Linked DNA regions of Pan troglodytes: region 2 is linked to region 1. Evidence: chromatin contacts called from public Hi-C data. All regions are on one chromosome and are shown on one strand. Each heading gives the region's core, a stretch centred on a gene start, on an enhancer-like site or on the middle of the called end of the contact. The rest is flanking DNA. Distances are from core to core; before and after follow the strand shown. Region 1 holds the start of AHDC1 (AT-hook DNA binding motif containing 1). Region 2 holds the start of CD164L2 (CD164 molecule like 2).

The links. Hi-C and Micro-C count contacts between places; a contact is called where the count stands out from the background.
Region 2: a contact with region 1 is called in a Hi-C map of induced pluripotent stem cells, with 4 times the contacts expected there. The contact joins the promoter of CD164L2 here to the promoter of AHDC1 in region 1. A contact is called at or near these places in 3 of 7 Hi-C or Micro-C datasets (blood, induced pluripotent stem cells and stem cell-derived neural progenitor cells), 1 of 1 datasets of contacts at active chromatin or transcription factors (stem cell-derived excitatory neurons) and 1 of 1 other capture datasets (stem cell-derived neural stem cells).

What each region holds. Positions count from the first base shown.
Region 1 is chr1:203,385,648-203,389,944 of NHGRI_mPanTro3-v2.0_pri, reverse strand. It overlaps AHDC1 (AT-hook DNA binding motif containing 1), which reads right to left and starts at 2,034. Exons shown (of 7, transcript XM_063804077.1): 1 at 1,974-2,034; 2 at 1,212-1,309.
Region 2 is chr1:203,605,135-203,609,451 of NHGRI_mPanTro3-v2.0_pri, reverse strand. CD164L2 (CD164 molecule like 2) reads right to left here and starts at 2,004. Exons shown (of 6, transcript XM_016957195.3): 1 at 1,553-2,004; 2 at 901-1,068; 3 at 729-800; 4 at 177-221. The coding sequence starts at 1,640.

The DNA of each region.
Region 1 (4,297 bases), core at 785-3,284:
GGGAGGGAGGGGAGACTCCCCACCCCTCCACATCTGGCCCTGGCCCCCAGGGTCTGCGGTAGAGAATTCCCGCCCCCGCTTCTCTCTCTCCCTCCTCCCGCTCTGTGCCCGCTGCCCGCCTCAGGGACAGCCCCAGCTCCCGCCTCCGGCCAGCAAGGCCCACATCCTTCCTCCCTCAGCTGGCCCCTTCGCCTGGCAGGAGGCTGGGGGGTCAGGCTGCTGGGGAACCCCCCCAAGCTCCCATCAGTCCTCATCCCCAGCCCCCAAACTCTGGGTTGCTGTCCCTTTTCCTGTAGAACAGGAAACAAGGTTATTTCCTAGACTCAGAGCCAGCCCCCTGCCCCTCTGGCTCTGCCCGGGGACCCAGACCCAGCAGGGGAAGGCGCCCTCAAGCAGCGAGCAGAGATTCAGCAATTCACCCCAGCTCCCTGCCTAGGGGGCTGACAGCTGTCACTCAGCACCCCACCCCCTGGGGAAGAGGGGGCCGATTCAATCAGAGCCCCAGAGGAAACGCATTGATAAGCGATTATTTATTTATTTATGCAAAAGTGAGCCGACTTTGTTCGCCAGGTAACCGGGCACGCGGCCCAACCCCTCCAGCCCTAGCCGCCCCCAAATCCCTCCTCCGCCCCACACCCCCTCCGGGTCATTAGGTCCCCGCCCCTCAACTCCCCGAGAGCCAGTGGATCCTAGGGATTTGGGGGTTGGAGGGGAGGGGCTCCTCCCTCCGCAGTCTCCCCTTTTCCCAGCGCCGATCCTAAAATCCAGCCTTGTTCTCCGCTCCCACGGTCCCCCCTTCATTCCCCCCCCACCACATTCTCAGCAAGCTGGAGAGCAAATTGCAGTTTTAAATCCAAAGGCGGAGGGAGGGGGAAGGAGGAGGGGGCGCGCGGCAGCGCTGGGCGCGCACCTCGCCCCCGAGCCGGGGGAGCCGCGGGGCGGCCAGGAAACCCGAGAACCCCCCCTCCCCGCCCCCCCTCCCCGTCCACCTCCCCCTCCCCCTTCCCGGCGCTGCCTGCCAGGCTTCGAGCCGAGCCCAGCCGAGCCGCGGGCCCCGGTGGAAACAAAGACCGATCGCACCGCGGGCACCGCAGCCACCGGGTCCAGCGGACCGGACCGGGGGACGCAGGCCCCCCCCGTGCGCTGCACAAAAGAGCCTGGCCGGCCGGTCCCCAGCGGGGGTCTGGGGCTGGGGAGGAGGCGCCACTCACCGGAGTGCTGGGCTGCCGGCTCCGTGGGTCCGAGCCAGGCGAGGGGTTTTGGGGGACGTCTGTCTTCCGGCGGTGGCAGCGACGCGGGCGCCCGGCTGCTGAGGAGAGGAGTCGTGGAGGAGCCCTGAGCCGCCCGCCGTCGCTGACAGCATGGCTCGCGCCTCGGCTCACATTCTCCGCCGCTAACTCCGCTGGACACGGCCCCCCGCTCCCGCGGCGCCCCCCCACCTCGATCACTCCTTCGCTCTCTCTGCGCCCCCCTCGCCCTCCCGCCGCGCACACACTCTCCCAGCCCTGGACACCCCCGCCCCCACCCCCCCAATAGCAAACCTGGGAGGGAACGCGCCCCGCGTAGTCCTCCTGCTCCTCCTCCTCCGCCCTCCTCCCTCCCGCTCTCTCTGGCTGTCTGTCTGTCTCTCAGACTGTCTCTATTTCTCGCTCTCTCTGCCTTTCTCTGCTCTCCAAGCTGGGTGGGAAAAGGAAATGAGGACAGAAAGCAGACGCTGGCTTTGGGTGGTGGTAGCTGGATTCCCTCTCTCCCTCCCTCCCCCTCCTCCCCTCCCTCCTCCTGCCTTCTGCTCTCTCCGCTGCGAGCGGGGCTGAGCGCAGCCTGGCGGGTGGCTCGCTCTGCCCGCCCGCCCGCCTGTCTGTCTGTCTGGTCCGCCTCGCTCGCTCCCTCCCTCCGTCTCTCGCCCTCGCCCTGCCTGCCTGCCTCTCTCCGTCTCCGCCGCCGCCGCCGCTGCCTCTGCGAGCTCGCCTTACCTTCGCCGCTCACCATCCGGAACCCCAGGGGGGAGCGCGCGCGCGGCACGCCGGGACTTGTAGTCCCCGCCCCGGCCGCTCCGCGCGCGGGGAGGGCGGGGCCGCGCCGGCTGCTCCGACGGCGCGGCCAGGAGCCCCGGGGACCCCGCGCCTGGGGCGCGTCTGGCTGGAGCGCGTCCTCGTTTACCAACGGGCGAAGATCCTCCCCAAGGGTTAAGAATGGTCCCCGTGTTCCTTGTCTCCACCGGGGGGCTCTGGATCGAGCGGAGGTTGCGGGTGGGAGTGAAGGGGCGGGGTCTGAGAGTGGAATGGGAGTGGAATAGGGAACCAGGGGATTAGCCAAAGGGGCTGCGACTTTCTGGGGCGTCCCAATTAAATGGGAGGGGGAGAGGGCAGAGGAGAGGACCGGCTCTCTCAATCTGGGGACGTTATCCTTTTCTGAAAAGGTTTCTTATTGAGTAAAGCTAAAGTATATATGGCGGGAGGGCTGCTGGGGCGGGGGAGCAGGGGAGACCCAGCCAGCGCTGCTTCCTCACTCAGTGACCCCTCCTCTCAAACTCCGACCTCGGTTTCGCCCTTGCAACTCCCAGCTTTCCTATATGTCCAAGGGCGGCGAGGGCTCAAAAGTCCTGGATAATCCGCAGATAGAACACACACACCCTTTTCCGAATTCTGCTGAGCATTTGCGTTGTGTCAGGAAGCAGGATTCAGATTGAACGGTGCTGACCTCCTGCCGCGGCCGGGGGCTGGGCTCAGCACTTTCACCTACCTCCTCTTCAGGTCACATGTGTTCTCCAGCCCCTGGCTCCTGGGCCCCCTGCCTAGCCTATCCCACAGATGGGAATGTGCGCTGCTTGAGGGCCTTGTTACCGCCCCCGGAGATGGCTGAACTGCTGCGGTAAAATAGTGCTGTTATTTCCACTTTAGAGATGGGGGCACTGAGGTCCAGGTTCTCCAGTTAGCAAGTGGCTGAACCCAGCTGGATTTGAACCAGGGTCTGACTAACTCCAAATCCCACAAGCTTAACCCCTGGGCTATGACAAGGAGTTGTGGCTCCCTCCATTTCTGTAACTGACCTTCTCTCCCTGTGTCTGTGTGTCCTTTCTTGGCACTTCAACAAATGTTAACTGAGGTATGCAGGGTTTGCAAGGGACACGGAGATGAATAATGCATAGTGGCTGTCGTGTCCTGTGTCCTAGGTGTCTACCAACGCCGGCCCTGACTGGCCCTGCGGTGGTCCCACCTCACTGGACCACCTCATCTGTGTGTCTGACGTTCCACACCCTGTGTCTGCTGGCCTTGTCTATCTTGCTCCAGGTCTGAAGTTCCTAGAGCAGTGCCTTTGTCTCTGGCCTACCTGTTTCTGACTCTTCCTTTGGCCTTGCAGGGTGTTGGCCAGTGTGTGACAAAGGCAGCTGGTGACATTTTGCCAACCGCAACTCCCTGGTCACTATCTTCCCCACACCTTCACTCCTTCCAAGCTCCTTCTCTATGGCAGTCCAGTACCCCCAGAGGACAAGAGAGGGGATCTGGGGAACACTCTCTATTGGCCCTTGGCAGAGGGTGTGTGCAGCAGTAATAGGAGAGGTCTAGGGCTCTAAATGGGACACTATTGATTTGGCATCATGGGGCTGCCATGACCGACTGGAGAGGCCCTCATCTTGGAGCAGCTTCTCCTTGCAGACAAGTTAGGACTTGGGTTCAAAGATTTATTCATTGAATGGGAAATATAAGGTCAGATGCTCATAAAAGTAGTGGCTAAAGTCATTAGAGATTCTGCAGCTCCAAAGCCTGGGCCTGAAGTGATCCCAAATAGATGAGGCTTTGGCACCTTGCCCTAGCTGGCCCCCTATAGGACAGACAGACTTCGGCGTTGGGGAGGGAGAAAGAGACCCAGGTTCCTCCTCCTTTCTCTCCCTTCCCCCATTACCCATTAGATTCTGCCTGTAGTCATGAAGACTCTACTCAGTTTGAATCAAGTTTTAGGAGGGAGTTGGGTGGGATAGTATAGGATGGTTTCTGGGGTGTGGAGAGCCCCAGTAGGTTGAGATGAAGGGGAGTTTGGGAAAAGCATGGGAGGGGGAGGTTAAGTAATGAGATGCAGAGGGCAGGATTAGTAGGGCCCGTGGCTCTATGAGTTAGAGGGAAATAGAAGTTAGGTAGGGTTTCCCGAGCATGCCCCTCCCACCCCAGGCTACTTCAGCGGTCCCCTTCCCCTGTTAGGGTGAATTCCATTGGCCCTTAAAGTGTTGATCATCACTGGAAACCAAGCATTGCAGAGTCTCCCTGTTATTTGGGGGCTGGTCTTTTTCGTGGAGCCTCTC
Region 2 (4,317 bases), core at 755-3,254, 220 kb before region 1:
CCTGCAGAGCAACTCTATGAGAAAGGCATCATCCAACCCATTTCACAGATGCAGAGACAGGCTCCGAGGGAGAAGGCGCAGGGCCGAGGTCACAGAGCATGTCAGTGCCTGAGCCCAGAGCTGTCTTCCCCTGCACCTCTGCTCCTCCCACTGCCCCGTCTCCAGGGAGTACTCACCTGTTGTGACTGTCTTCGGTTCATAGGTGGGGTGGTGGTGAGCAGCTGAGGAGACAGGTGATCCATAGCAAAGCAGCCTTCCCACCCCCTGACTCCCATCAAGACCCCAGCCCCCACTCACCGCTAAACTTCCGATTCAGATGCAGCCCTGTCCCTGCTCTAGACATCCAACATACTTGCAAGCCCCAGTCACACAGTTCCCTCCACCAGATGTGCTCTCTCTCCATCTCTACCTTCCAGGCTCATTACTGATGCCACCTCCTCCAGGAAGCACTCCCTCTCATTCCCTCTGAACTTCCAAAGTCCTTGCTACGCCTTAAACTAGAAGAAGAGCTAACACTCCCATCCCCTCCACACACCTGTACTAATTTTCAGATGAGGAAATAGGCAGAGAGAGGAGGGGACTTCTCAGTGAGCTAAAGGCAGAACTGATACCGGGCCCAGGTATGGGTGAGCAAAATCCACCGCCTGAGAGAGGCTGTTTCCTCCTGGGGGGCAGGCTATGGCTGGGGAGACCCATGCAACTTGGCTTAGGTGCAAGAACCCCCTTACCTGGACATGCCTCTGAGCGGTTGTAGATGGAGCAACCTTCCTTGACCACCTCAGATTGGGCCACACAGTGTCCTGGTGAGAGAAGGTGCAGGGGGGAGGTTTGGGGAGAGGGGCCAGGGCCTTGGGGTTCAGAGCTGGGGGCACTCAATCTGGGGAGGGCTCAGCTCCATACCTGGCTCCTCTGGCCGGCACTGCTCCCACACGCAGCTGGAGAGATTGCGCGCTCTGTCTCCCTCCACGCAGTGCTCACAGACCTCCAGCTGTTTGCAGGCCCCTTGGACCGCCGGCCAGATATTCAGGCGGATCAGGGCTCCCCTCCCAAAGCCTCGAGCTCCTTTACCTGGTAGTGCGGTGGAGTGGGAAGGGAGAATTCCTCGAAGCCAAGCTGTGGCACCCGCCCACCCTCCCACCCAACACTCCGGTGGCCCTCGCCCCTCTGCACACATCTGGGCTCTCACACTCACCCCTGGATCCCCAAGCCCCAGCGCACACCTGGAGCTTCCACAGCAGAGGTCTACACACACCTAGAGCCTCCCCACATTCACCCAGAGCCCCTCCCTTTGCATACACCTGGGGTTCCCAGATTCAGTTGGAGCCACCTCCCCCAGACCACCTGAAGCTCCCTAGGCCCCCACACCTGGGGCCTATATTTACACACAGGGCTCCACACAGAGCTGGAGCCCCCTCTCCCACCCCTGGAGGCCTGCACTTGGCCGGAAAGCCCCCTCCCCTCAAGCCCAGGCTGCTCCTGGGGAGACGGCTGGCTGAGGTGCAAGCTCCATCCGTCCCCGTCGAGCCCCTAGCCAGACCCTGCCGCGAGTTACCAGCCACAGCCAGCTGGGCACATAGGAGGAGGCAGCAACAGCCGCCACAGAGCGCAGTCCGCAAGGCGCGGGGTCCCGGAGCCTCCATGGGCTCGCAGGGGGCGGTGGCCGGGGGCGGTGGCCGGGAGCGGTGGACAGCTGCCGGGCGCGTCCCTCCCAGACTAGGCTCGGCTGAGCGTGTGCGGAGCGAGACCCGGGCAACCGGGGCGTGGCCAGGTGGGGGCGTGGCCAGTGGGAGCGGCAGGTGGGGCGGGGCTCGTCGGGCGGGGCGGAGCCAGGTGAAGGCGGGGCCAGTTAGGGGCGTGGCTAGTGTGCGCGGCCAGGTGAGTTCGGGGGTCTGGGGCGGGGCTTGGACTAAAGCAGGTGGGGTCCAGGACTGGTGGCTGGCGTGGTTACTATGTGCCTCCAAGGGCAGCTTCTTGAAAATTCTGGTAAGTACCGACTGCTTTGATCCTTACTTCACAGGTGAGGAAACTGAGGCTCAGACAAGATGAGTGACTCGTTCGAGGTCACGGAGAGAGGCAGTGGCAAAAATCTGGATTCGAGACGAGGTCACTTCCCTGCCTTCAGGGCTCGGTGCAGGCCCCGCTTTGTACACCCTCCACCCAGGCCCCATGACCGCTGGGCCGGGCCCTAGCTGGCCCCTGCCCTCTGGCTGCCCAAGCTCAGCTTCGGTGCTCCCTCTCCATTCACTGCACCCCTCCACCCGCCTCCCTTCTGCCCCTCATCCGCTGTGTCTGCCTCCGGCCTACCACACCCTCTGGCCAGGTCAGGGGTGACGCCATTACTAGGCCAACTGGGCCTCTCCGCAGCCTTCCCCACGGCTACCACTCCTGCCCTGGCACCAGCCTCTTTTGGTTCTCCTCAGGCTCCTTAGGGGGCACTTCCTCTCCTTCCTCTTCCTCCTCCCCTCCTCTCCCCTCCTTCCCCCATCTGCTTCTCCTAACCCTCTCTTAATCGATGGTGGCCCAGGTTAGTCCCAAGCCCTGTTCCACACTCTCCTGGGGTCATCCTGGACATTCCACTGCCATCAGTCCCCATTTGAAACCCAACAGCTGAGGCAGGAGGATCGCCTGAGCCCAGGGATTTGAGGCTGTAGTGAGCTGTGATCATGGCATTGCACTCCAGCCTGCGCAACAGGGTGAAACCCTGTTTTAAATGAATGAATGAATGAATGCCAACAGGTCACGTATCCCAATAAATATATACACCCACTATGCACCCATTAAAAATTTTTTTTTGAGCCAACAGATCTCTTAATCATCTCCAGGCCAGTTCTGACTTCACAACTGCCACACCTGTAACTGACAATATATAGCTAGCAATTATTGACCCCTTACTAGCCGAATGTACATTTTGAGAGCTTTTACATGCAACTTCCCATCTAATGTCCACAGCTACCCTCTAGGCATGAGTTTTGTCATTTCCCATTTGCAGGCTGCTCAGGGGCACAGGGTTTCAATGCAGCAGGCCAGGATGTAAAGCTAGGATTGAATGATGCTGGAGGCCATGCTCCCTCTGCTTTGCCTCCCATGGGTCCACGGCACCTCCACCTGAGTGTCCCTGAGGCCCCCAAAACTGCCCACTCAGGGGAAAAGAGACCCTTCGGGTTCTGGGGGAGGGAGAAGGGATAGCATTAGGAGATATACCTAATGTAAATGATGAGTTAATGGGTGCAGCACACCAACACGGCCCATGTATACATATGTAACAAACCTGCACATTGTGCACATATACTCTAGAACTTAGAGTATAATAAAATATATATATTATATATATAAAAAAGAAAATGTGGCACATATACACCACGGAATACTATGCAGCCATAAAAAAGGATGAGTTCATGTCCTTTGCAGGGACACGGATGAAGCTGGAAATCATCATTCTCAGCAAACTATCACAAGGACAGAAAACCAAACACTGCATGTTCTCACTCATAAGTGGGAATTGAACAATGAGATCACTTGGACACAGAGGGGGAACAGCACACACCAGGGCCTGCTGGGGGGTGGGGGGCTTGGGGAGGGATAGCTTTAGGAGAAATACCTAATGTAAATGATGAGTTGATGGGTGCAGCAAACCAACATGGCACATGTATACCTATGTATCAAACCTGCAGGTTGTGTACATGTACCCTAGAACTTAAAGTCTCATAAAAAAATAAAATAAAAATAATAAAAAATAAAATTAATTAATTAATTTAAAAAAGTCCTTCAGGTTCTGTCCCCTTGTATTCCCTCTGTACGCCTCACTGCATCTCAGCAGCTTCCAGGCCCCTCCTATGCTGGCCCTCACCAATCATATATTTGACCATATCTCTTCCAGTTAGCAACTTTTTTTTTGAGCCTGAGTCTCACTCTGCTGCCCAGGCTGGAGTGCAGTGGCACAGTCTCAGCTCACTGCAACCTCCACCTCCCAGGTTCAAGGGATTCTTGTGCCTCAGCCTCCCAAGTAGCTGAGATTCTGAGATTACAGGCACCCACCACCATGCCTGGCTAATTTTTTGTATTTTTAGTAGAGACAGGGTTTCACCATGTTAGCCAGGATGGTCTCGATCTCCTGACCTTGTGATCCGCCCGCCTCGGCCTTCCAAAGTGCTGGGATTACAGGCATGAGCCACCGTGCCCGGCCAATTTTCTGTATTTTTAAAGTTGAGACAGGGTTTCACCATGTTGGTCAGGCTGGTCTCGAACTTTTCTTTTTTGAAAGGGAGTTTCGCTCTTGTTGCCCAGGCTGAAATGCAATGGTGCAATCTCAGCTCACCG